2 separate regions of the Mus musculus genome follow, and region 1 is linked to region 2. Evidence: chromatin contacts called from public HiChIP or PLAC-seq data. All regions are on one chromosome and are shown on one strand. The core of a region is the stretch at or near the end of the contact, and the rest is flanking DNA. Distances in the headings are between cores, read along the strand shown. Region 1 overlaps Fmn2 (formin 2). Region 2 holds the start of Fh1 (fumarate hydratase 1).

Region 1 (5,253 bases), core at 1,852-4,351, 1.0 Mb before region 2:
TAAAGTTGAAGTGAGGTTTCTCCCCAGTGGATTATGGATGTCACTCAGTAGCTTGATACTCAGCCCAAGAGCTTAGACATGCTGTCCAGAAACGAGACTTGTTGTGTTTTATTAAAAAAGCCAAAGATATGCTTTGTACAGCATGGTATGGTAAGGTAGAAGGGGTGCCTCTGTGGCCTCATCCTGAGGCATTCCTTCCCCCTGAGGTACCAGCCACGAGACAGGTATAGTGTAGAATAGAGTTTAGAGTCTATTTGGGTATGGGAAGGGGAGTTGATGATGGAGGAGAGAGAGAGAGAGAGAGAGAGAGAGAGAGAGAGAGAGAGAGAGAGAGAGACAGAGACAGAGAGACAGAGACAGAGACAGAGACAGAGAAAGAGACAGAGAGAGAGAGAGAGAGACAGAGAGAGACAGAGAGAGAGACAGAGAGAGACAGAGAGAGACAGAGAGAGATACAGAGACAGAGAGACAGAGAGACAGAGAGAGACAGAGAGACACAGAGACACAGAGACACAGAGACACAGAGAGGGAGACAGAGAGAGAGGAGGAGGAGGAGGAGGAGGAAGAAGAAGAGGAGGAGGAGGAGGAGGAGGAGGAGGAGGAGGAGGAGGAGGAGGAGGAGGAGAGGCAGTAGTCCAGGGACAGGTGGAGAGAGGGGAGTGAGGGGAACCAGAGAGAAAGGGCTCAGTGAGAGAAGAGAGTCAGAGAGAGAGAGAGGCCAGAGAGAGCAAGGAGGGGCCAAACAACCCCATCCTGGCTATTGATAGGTAACTGTAGGAAGGAGCATAGAAGGAATGCCATCAAGACTAATCACAGATGATGGAAGAAACCACCACAGGTGGTGGATAAGGCTAGTGCAAAGGTAGAATAATAGCCAATTAAAATCAGTGACCCTTCCACCTCATACATAGACTGCAATAACTTCACAACACTGTAGGAACAAGGACTCTAAGATGTGTTTGTATGACTTACCTAAGGGTAGAAATGGAAAGAAACTAAGCAGAGGGAAACTAGTTCTTCTTATCAGAGCAACAAAGAAAGAAAAAACAGAAGATTCAGTTAAACATGGCAGAGAAAACAAAGGAAAGGGAATACAAGCAACCCACAATAGTGAAAATAAAGAATATTACATGGCATGAGATAATAAAGGAGAGAGGAGCGAGGTGGAGTGAAGAGGCGGTGCTTGTTTGAAGACCACACACTAGAGTAAAATGGTAGAAGATGGGGAGAAGATTGGGGAAGAAAGAAGGGAACACTAAAAAACAAAACAAAACAAATCCAACCAAACCACTAAGTGCTAGGTGAGTAGTTTATATGGCGGGCTCCATATTTGAGAGGCTTCGATAGGAAGATCAGGAGTCCCAACCATCCCATTCCCTCTGCTAATTCCAGGGGTTGGGGTGGGAGAGTCAAGAGAGGGAGCGAATGCAGGAGGAAGGCAGGACTGGAGGAAGGAAAGAGAGCCACAGGTCATGGAGAGGGGATTAGAGGAGTCAAGACCAAAAGGAAAGATATAAAATAAGGCAAGAAAAAAAAAGCTAAAATAGTTTAAATAGCATGAACAAAAACTGGAAAAACAAAACATGAAAGAGACTGGTCAGCATCACCCCAGGGTGTCACTCCATGGGTGAGTGCATTTATCTTTGCCAAGGAGCTTTCTTTTCTGGGTTTTGAGTTAGCTCCTTGTGGTGAAATGGAACCTTTGTTTTCTTTGGCCTCCTGTGCTGGCGTTTGTTTTCTCTGCCAGCAAGAAGGACCTGTGGTTTGGGCCAAGTAGTTGTCATGACTCAAGGACAAATCTCCTTTGACTTCCCAACTACCTCTTGACCAGTCTCTCTTTGCTTGAGGGTTTGTTTGTTTGTTTGTTTTGTTTTTTCTTCAACTTGACTCTGGATACCTAGGTATAGAAAATACATATAGTATCTAGCCATTGATAATAAGTTATAAACAAATTTATCAAGGCAATTTTTGGTATATATTGATTTCTTGTCATTAAACACTGAGATAGATTTGTTTGCTAATGAGGTAGTTATCATTGTATTTTTTTATATAAAGAATTAGATTCTGGTTAAATATTTGATATTCCAAGACAAAGAGCATGTTCAACATTTTTTCAGAATTGACTAGTATTTCCATTCATAGTCAATATTGTGAGTGGTACTTCATCATATATAGCATAGAATAGTTATTTAGGCCCATTTTAAAAAATGTTAGAAATTTTTTTCTACCTCCAAGCCAAAATTCCTTGTATGAGTTTTTTATGAAACCTATCAGCAATTCAAATACCAATTTAAAAGGTTGACTGTTCTAACACCATACAGAACAAAGATGCATTAATTTGATACATCCTGAAGAATGGTGTTCTGTAGTGAAATGTCATATTTCAATACAATTAAAAAACACTGTGTGCTTCGTAAAACTAAAATAGTCTTAAATCTCAGCCAAGGGGTGTCATTGTTGCTCTACCTTACAAGGGCCTGACCAGTCCAGACTGCATGTATGCTCAGAACTAAGGTTGCAATGATGCCATCTGATTCAGGATGGACACACACTGTCTGCTGCAAACACCTCAGATTGGTCTTGCTTTTGATTTTTCATTAAGTTTTTGTTCAATGCACATTCAGAAGCCTTCTTCTGTCATCAGTTCTTTTTGCTTTTTAAAAAGTTCTTGACCATTGTATACGTGGATATAAATTTAATCATGTCTTCCCACTTTAGACTCTCTACTGGCTCCCTCTCCCTCCACCTCTGCCTCTCTCCTTCCTCATCTTCTATTCCTTCCTTACTCATCTTCTGTTGCCTTGTCTCATCCCCATTCCTCCTCACACTGAAGCCCTTCTTCCCAACTTCCCACTGTCATTTCTTTTATGTGCATGGCCCACTGAGTTTAAGTAGGGTTTCAGGAATGTAAGTGGGTGGGTTGTTATCGCCATTTACAATCTCCACAAAAGAAGTTGTGCCAAATAGCTTGAGAAGCAGAGATTGGAGGTGGTCTTTTTGTCTCTAGAGACTGGGCAAAGCTACTGTGGATCTTTTGTGCTGTGGGCACAAGACACTGCCTCCTTTGTGTTCTGGGCCTATGGGAGGCTGCATTGCTCCTATACATCTATCCCTAGTAGATTCACTTGCCTCTACCTCTGGCAGCTGGCTTTCATGCTGGGCTTCAGGAGGGAGAAGGGAGGAAGGCTCTTCCTTTCATATAGCTCAGGCCAGCGGTCCACTACTTGGAGCTCTCCGCGGTTCTGACTTCATTTTTCTGCTCTAACTGGAGCAATGGTTCTCAGCCTTCCTTAGGCTGCCACCCCTTAGAACACTTCCTCCTGTTGTGGTCATCCCAACCATAAAACTGCTTTTGTTGCTAATTCATAACTGTAGTTTATTATTGCTATGCATCATAATGTCAACATCTGATATGCAGGATATCTGCTGTGGGATCTGGGGAAAAGGTCTTTCAACCCCTAAGGGGGTTATGACACACAGGCTGAGAACCTCTGAATTTACAGGCCTGCTCTCGCTTGATGCTTTTCCGGGCTTCTCAGAGCACACAGTGTATGGTGAAATCCCTGTCTCCAGAGCCACCCAGCTGGCTCCTGATTCAACAAGGTCTTTTCAAAATGACTACAAACCACTGATATGGTGTGAGGAGGGGTCCCAGAAAACATATGGTATGTGGATCCCAGGTTCCATGCACTTTTGGGCCACATATCTGCTCAGTAATGGGCCCAGTGTTTTCCCTGTGAGTTCGCTGTTTATTTTCTCGTCTGTCTCCTTCCCACCACTGGCTGGAGGCTGTTGTTTCTCATTGGCCATGTTGTGCCATGCCATGCTCTCTAGCCCTTGTTCTCTCACTCTGTCTGATCTCCAAAATTTCTAACAGTGATCGAGGGAGATCAGTGTGTGCTTTCTGTTGCTCTTTGTCTTTAGCCCTTAGTCAATGATCTCTGAGGTTACACCCATTCTTCTGCTTGGGCTAGTCTTTTCCCGTGTGGTACGAAATCCCTGGAAACAGACTCTCACTCTACTCTGTGTTCTGAAGTTTGTCCTGCTGCCCTCCCCAGAGAGGATAGCTGCTCTTTGTATCCTTGAACATTTTACCAGCCTCTGCTTGAGTGTTGTCCACCAACTTCCACCTCTTTCCTCAACCTGTGTAACTTACAAAAACTGAAGAGGCATAAAGTCATTCGTCTATACTATTGAATGTCAACATAATGGATTATTTAAAACTTCTGATTCTGGCGACTCATAGCTCCTTTGCATGTGCTGACTAGCTTCCTCCTGTCACCCCCCCCCCATCGTTTCTCCACTCTTAATTTTCTCTCTTGTCTCACTTCAGTTTCTCTATTCTTTTCCCTCTGCTTTCCTCTCTGCATCTCTCCCCACTCACCTTCCTTTCCCCCTGCCACATGCAGTGATAAACGGTCTGATGCTTTTGTGGAAAACAGTATTCCTTGTCTTTTATAAACACAGACACTGAGAAAATACACCACTTGGCTGGTGATAGTTATGTGTGCCTCCATAGAGGATTAGGGCTCACTGCTGCTTTCTAATTATAGTACCAAGGTACTGTTTATACATTTTAGCCTCAAAACAGAAAAAAATGAAAATAAAACAAAAAAGACTTAGTTTCATTATAGTTTTATTGAATCCATTCATCAGAGAATAAAACACAGATTATTTTTAAAAAGATTTATTTACTTATTCATTTATTTTATGCATATTAGTGCTCTATCTGTATGTAGGTATACCTGCATGCCAGAAGAGGGCATCAGATCCTATTATAGATGATTGTGAGATACCATGTAGTTGCTGGGGTTTGAACTTGGGACCTCTGAAAGAGCAGACTGCTGAGGCATCTCTATCTTTCTCTCCAGTCCCCTAAAATGCTATTGACTAGAGTAAAAAAAGTATCTGGAAATTGCCACACTCTCAGTACCACAATTTAAGCGATTGTCCTAATAAGCTTCACACCCAGAATTCATGGCGAGTGGAATTCAAATGATAGAAATAAAGTTAAATAGAGAGCAAGAGGAGGTGACATCAGACCAGACGGGGCTCCACAGAAGATTCAGGCTTTTTTGTTTTCCCTCATCCCCCCACCCCCACCCCCACCCCCAGATAGCCATAAAGTGGAAATGAGGGCATTTTTTCCCTAATCGATCCATATGACTTTGTGTGTACTTTCCTATTGCCCTTAGACTTGTCCTATTTCTACATATGTAATCTGATGTCATTAAGCATTCTACAAAACATAAG
Region 2 (5,074 bases), core at 1,795-4,294:
ATTTAATTCCTTGGAGAGGAACCTTAATGGCTGAGCTCTTGCCCAGCACACTGGAAACTGTGGGTCCACGCCACAGCACCACTAACCTAGAACAGAAGAGATGGAGGTGAATCTAGGACTTTCATACCCACATTTTATAATTAAGCTGCAGAAAGGTAAACGGTAGCTAAAATCACAACCTTGGCAGACACGTCAAAAGCATCCTGTCTATCTTTAAAAGCATATCCAGCGTAAAACAAAAGCAAATACTATACCATCTCAGCGTATAACAAACTCTTCCAAAATTCTATTTCCTACCTTTAACCTCAGGTGTTATGACTAATACTGTCACCTGAACAGGATTGATCACCAAGTAAACAAGCCTCTGGGCCTGCCCAGGATGGCTCATCTAGATCAGAATAAAGAAGACATCTAAGCTGTGTGGACCACCACTGTGTAAGTGGCAGCATCCTATGTGTGCTGCAGTGGATATCCACTGCCAAGTGCTCAGTCCTGAAATCATACGTACATGAGCAACACTCCACTGTGTCACTTGTACAGACAGGCATTTATATACTGTGGTCCTTTGAACAAGATGTCTCCCATAGTCTCAGGCATATGGATGCTTGGTACCCAGATAATGGTCCTGTTTAGGAAGGCTGAGGAAGTGTGGCCCTGCTGACAAAGTATGTCACTGGAGAGCCTAAAGGCTATTAACATTTTGAGTTTGCTCTCTCTGCTTCTAAATTAAGCCCTTCCTTCTATAAGTTGCCTTGGTCATGGTGTTTTATCACAACAGAAAATTAACTAACACACACTCATATGCACACACACTAACCATTAAGAAAAAGACATGATTTTGACATAGAGCAAGGGGATTGGTACATGGGAGGAAGGCAAGGGAAGGGGAAATTATAGCTATATTTTTAATTTAAAAACTAAAAAAAAAATTTTTTTAAGTTATAAAGCAATCTGAGTGTCAGTGATGCTCTCTCTGCTTCCTGACTGTGTACCCAGTGTGTTCACACTCAGTGTGTCCAGTTACCTCAAGCTCCTGCTGTCATGCCGGCCCTGCCATGTAGTACTGCACCCGGGAATTGTGAATCAAACCTTCCTTCCCTACGTTGTAGAGCAGAGACTCTGACCCTCAGAACCATCTCGACAGCCCTTTGTGTAATCTTTGCCAACAGCCTCTGCATTCTAAGCATAAATGAACCATCATATTTACATGGCCCCAAGCAGAGAAGTCGTCAACAATGCGTCATACCTCCACATGACGCACTTCAGGTGAACTCTTAAGTGTCCTTTTAAATAACAGGGCTTCCAGGGTCATGTGAATTTCTCAATACTAGAGAACAACTTTTAACAAAATCAGCAGGCTTGCTGGAAATTACAAGGGGGCTAAAGGGCAAGAAATGTCCTTGGAACCATGGAAAAAGAAAAGTATACTGATCCTATTTTCTGACACTATAACCCTAAGCAAGAAACTGCTATTTTCATATTTGCCATGATAGATTCATTCCATTTTCCTGTTCCCCTAAACAAGCTTTAAAACAAAAAGAAACCCAGTCTTTTTAAAAGAGATTTTAGAATGCATTAAAATCACCAGAGCAAAGTTCCAGGAACTTTAAGCAACCTGGACTTCATAGCTTCTTTCCAAGATTTATGTTAGTGTGTGTCTGTGTGTGCATGGGTGCATATGTGTGTGTGTGTATGTATGTTTGCACACACGCATATGTCGAGGTTATTAAGAGTGTGTTACAGGTCCCCTAAAGCTGATGTTACAGGTGGGTGTGAACCACCTGATGGATTCTTCACTGGTGTCATCTCCCAAGCCCCAAGACGGTACAGAGTTGTCATTCAAGCGTCTAGAAGTTGAGAGAACGTCTTGGCCCTTTTAAGGACACTAAAGGAGGTCTAATTAAGAAGCACAGTGTTTTCCCCAAGTTCTATCTTGCTGAGCCTCTGTAATTATCTCAGCTTTACATGTAGAAACTGGACAAAGCCTGAACGCAGCAGTAGGACTTGAAATCACACCCCACACTACAGAAGACATGCTACACTTCGGAGTGGTCTTCCTAACTATTCATTTCTCAAACTTTTCCTAACAGTACATACACACTCGCATTTTTCGTTTTCTAAAGAACTCTAAACAGTACAGGGGCTTAACGAAGCATGCCATACCTTGGACCTGGCCCCTTAAGTTCCTTTAGCTGTCTTTCTGAATACAAAATCTTGGTTAGGGCAATTGTTCGGTCCTATCCAATCTGCTCAGGCATGCTTCCGAGTACTTATGTTCCTAGGTCCACATTTATGGATTTCGGAGTTTTACACCCAGTTGTGAGAGAGAACACATGTAACCTCACAAGCTAAATAGTCAAGTTAGTAAGAAGCAAAGCCTTTCCGTTCAGAAGACACACTGGCTTCATCCACTTCGAGGGCCTGAAAGCAGGAAAGAGCACCCTGGTGGACCAAGAAGCCAGACCCTAGCCTAGGGGAGCATCCTGTCTGTGTCCAGCCAGCAGGGCTTGCGATCTGGACAAGGAAGGGGCTTCCCCTTTCCTCGGGCTACTCCTGCACCCCGGCATCCCCCACCCTCTGCCTCCGTGCACGCTCTTTCCCAGAGAAGGTGTCCTGGACCGAAGGCCTCTGCAAGCTCAGGCATTGGGCAGGTCTGCCCTGACACTCAGGCTCCCCAGCAGGAAGGAGCGCGTCCCTCAGCGCTGCCCGCAGCCCCAACACACTCGGCTGGAGGCCGCGTCCGGGGCGGATGGTGAGCGTGCTGGCCGGCGCCGAGCCCAGGCGCGGCCCGCGGGGACACCCGGGACACTCTGACGTGAAGGTCACCCCGGGGAGGCCGGGTCCCGAGATGCCCGCTCACCATTCGCGCGACGTTCGGAGCACACCGCGGGAGGGTGGTCGCTTCCCCAGACACTGCAGCACCGGCGGACGGAACCCGCAGGAGGCGACGCGAGCGCGCGAGGAGACGGAGTGCGCGGTACATGGTGCTGCTGTACGGGGGTGGAAAGCTGAGCCTGAGCCACGCCCCCTAATACGTCAGATTCCGGCCACGCTCGTAACCAATCAAACGCCTCTTCCTGAGCATGTAGGACGGGACTAACCATGACTGGCCAATAATAACTAATGGGGCGGGTTGCCTTCCCTGGGCCTGTAGTATGGCTGTTTGAAGTCCTCGGGTTCACGGGAAACTAGTGCGGAAGGAATCATGGGAAAAGACAAGAGGCGGGAGGTCAGATCTTCCGACAATACTTCAAATGTGGCTGCTAGGAGGCAGGAAACTGGCTGAAGATGCCTGTAGTACTAGGTCCGTGAGACAGCCTAGAAAGAACATGTTATCAAGTTAATATTTATCCTGCAACCACCCATGACGTGCAGCTGTATGAATCCGTGTCTCAAATACTTATCTTCCTAGAAAGTGCCTCAAATTTTAAACAAGGAAGTAGTAATCAATTATCCCACAATGCTCCTAGTTGTCATTTTGGAGTCAATTTTCCTGTCATTTTTTTAAAAGATTTATTTTATGTCTATGAGTACATTGTAGCAGACTTCAGACTCACCAGAAGAGGGCATCAGATCCCTCTTATTGTGATGGTTGTGAGCCACCCTGTGGTTGCTGAGAATTGAACTCAGGACACCTGGGAGAGCAGTCACTGCTCTTTACCACTGGGTCATCTCTCCAGCCTTTTCCTCTGTCTTTTAACATGTCCTCTGATAACATTTATAATGTGTCCACATTCCTTGGGATTTTTCATCTCTGATTTTCTTTGTGGTTACAGGCTAGGGAAAACATTGCTTAAATGATGCCAATGGAAAAAGAGTAACTGATAAAAAAAATTGTGTCTCTTCTTTTAATTTTCTAATGCAGAATCAGAAGACAGTTAAAGAGGAAGTTCTTCAGGAAATGAGAGGCTTCAATTTATAGCCTCAGCACTCTAGATGCCACGGTAGGGAGGAGTTGAATTCAAGAATAACCTTGGCTTCATAGTGAGCCTGACACAAATGCACTGTTGACCTGCAATCTTCACACTTGAGAAGTGCAGGTAGGAAGAATAGTAGTTCAAGGCCATCCTTGGCTACACAGGGAGTCTGAAGCCAGTGTGGGATACAGGCCACCCTGTCTCAAAATAACACAAATGAAATAAAATAAGTAAGAATAAGACTAATAGCTGAGCTAAATCAATTAAACCAGTACCGGTGGGTTTTCAGACCTCAGTATCTAGTTCTTCCCTCTCTCAACTAATGGCTGAGAAATTTTTAGAGTAGTTGGTGAAAGGTAGAACCAAATTTTCTTTAAAAGTTAGGTTAAGGGGAAAAAGACAAAGCAGTAAGATAAAGTACAATCATATAAAGCAGTGTATCTTCTGCCCGAAATGTTACACTTTTGCCATTAAAGAGCAGCCACAAGAGTGTGGTGAGTATGTGTGTATGTGAGTGTGTGTGGGTGTGTGTGAGTGTGTGTGTGAATATGTGTGTGTGTGTGAGTGTGCGTGTGAGTGTTTGTGTGCATGTGTGAGTGTGTGTGTGTGAGTGTGTGTGAGTGAGTGTGTGTGCGTGTGTGAGTGCGTGTGTGTGAGTGTGTGAGTGTTTGAGTGTATGTGAGTGTGTGTGTGCGTGTGTGAGTGCGTGTGTGAGTGTGTGTGTGAGTGTTTGAGTGTGTGTGTGAGTGTGTGTGTGAGTGTGTGTGAGTGTTTGAGTGTGAGTGTGTGTGAGTGTGTGTGTGTGTGTGTGTGTGTGTGTGTGTGTGTGAGTGTGTGTGTAGGGGGATCTCCTGGGTTCCAGCTGAATGAAAAAAACAACTGAAATGAAAGGAGGAGGACATGACTACTCCTAAAGTAAGGAGAGGATTTTTATGGTAGATACAAGGGAGAAAGCAGAGAGAGGAAAGAGGCCAAGCTGAACAAGGCAGGCAGAGGAAACCAGGCCATGGGAGGAAAGGGGGCAGGGGATGGGATGGGGGCAAGAAAGGAGCTACTGACAAAGACAAGACAGGTAATCAAGCCAATAAATAGGCTAAGAGAATGATGTAGCCAAAATGGCTGACTTACATAGGGAAAAGAGCTGTGCAGGTGGAAGC

Evidence for each region. HiChIP or PLAC-seq counts read pairs in DNA pulled down with a chosen protein or histone mark.
Region 1: a contact with region 2 is called in an H3K4me3 HiChIP or PLAC-seq map of neural tube, with 6 times the contacts expected there. The contact joins the enhancer-like site here to the promoter of Fh1 in region 2. A contact is called at or near these places in 10 of 39 promoter capture datasets (the 3T3-L1 cell line, cranial neural crest, frontonasal cranial neural crest and 6 more) and 1 of 115 datasets of contacts at active chromatin or transcription factors (neural tube).

The regions. Positions count from the first base shown.
Region 1 is chr1:174,620,005-174,625,257 of GRCm38.p6, forward strand. All of the region lies in intron 6 of Fmn2 (formin 2), which reads left to right. Among named protein-coding and RNA genes, the nearest start is that of Fmn2, 120 kb to the left of the region's middle. Within about 2 kb of position 3,102, at least 20 of the 459 cell types and tissues checked have an H3K27ac peak or open chromatin away from gene starts, as enhancers often do. A contact at or near this core is called in neural tube and second pharyngeal arch cranial neural crest, where this site is marked.
Region 2 is chr1:175,622,591-175,627,664 of GRCm38.p6, forward strand. It overlaps Fh1 (fumarate hydratase 1), which reads right to left and starts at 3,045. Exons shown (of 10, transcript NM_010209.2): 1 at 2,861-3,045. The coding sequence starts at 2,983.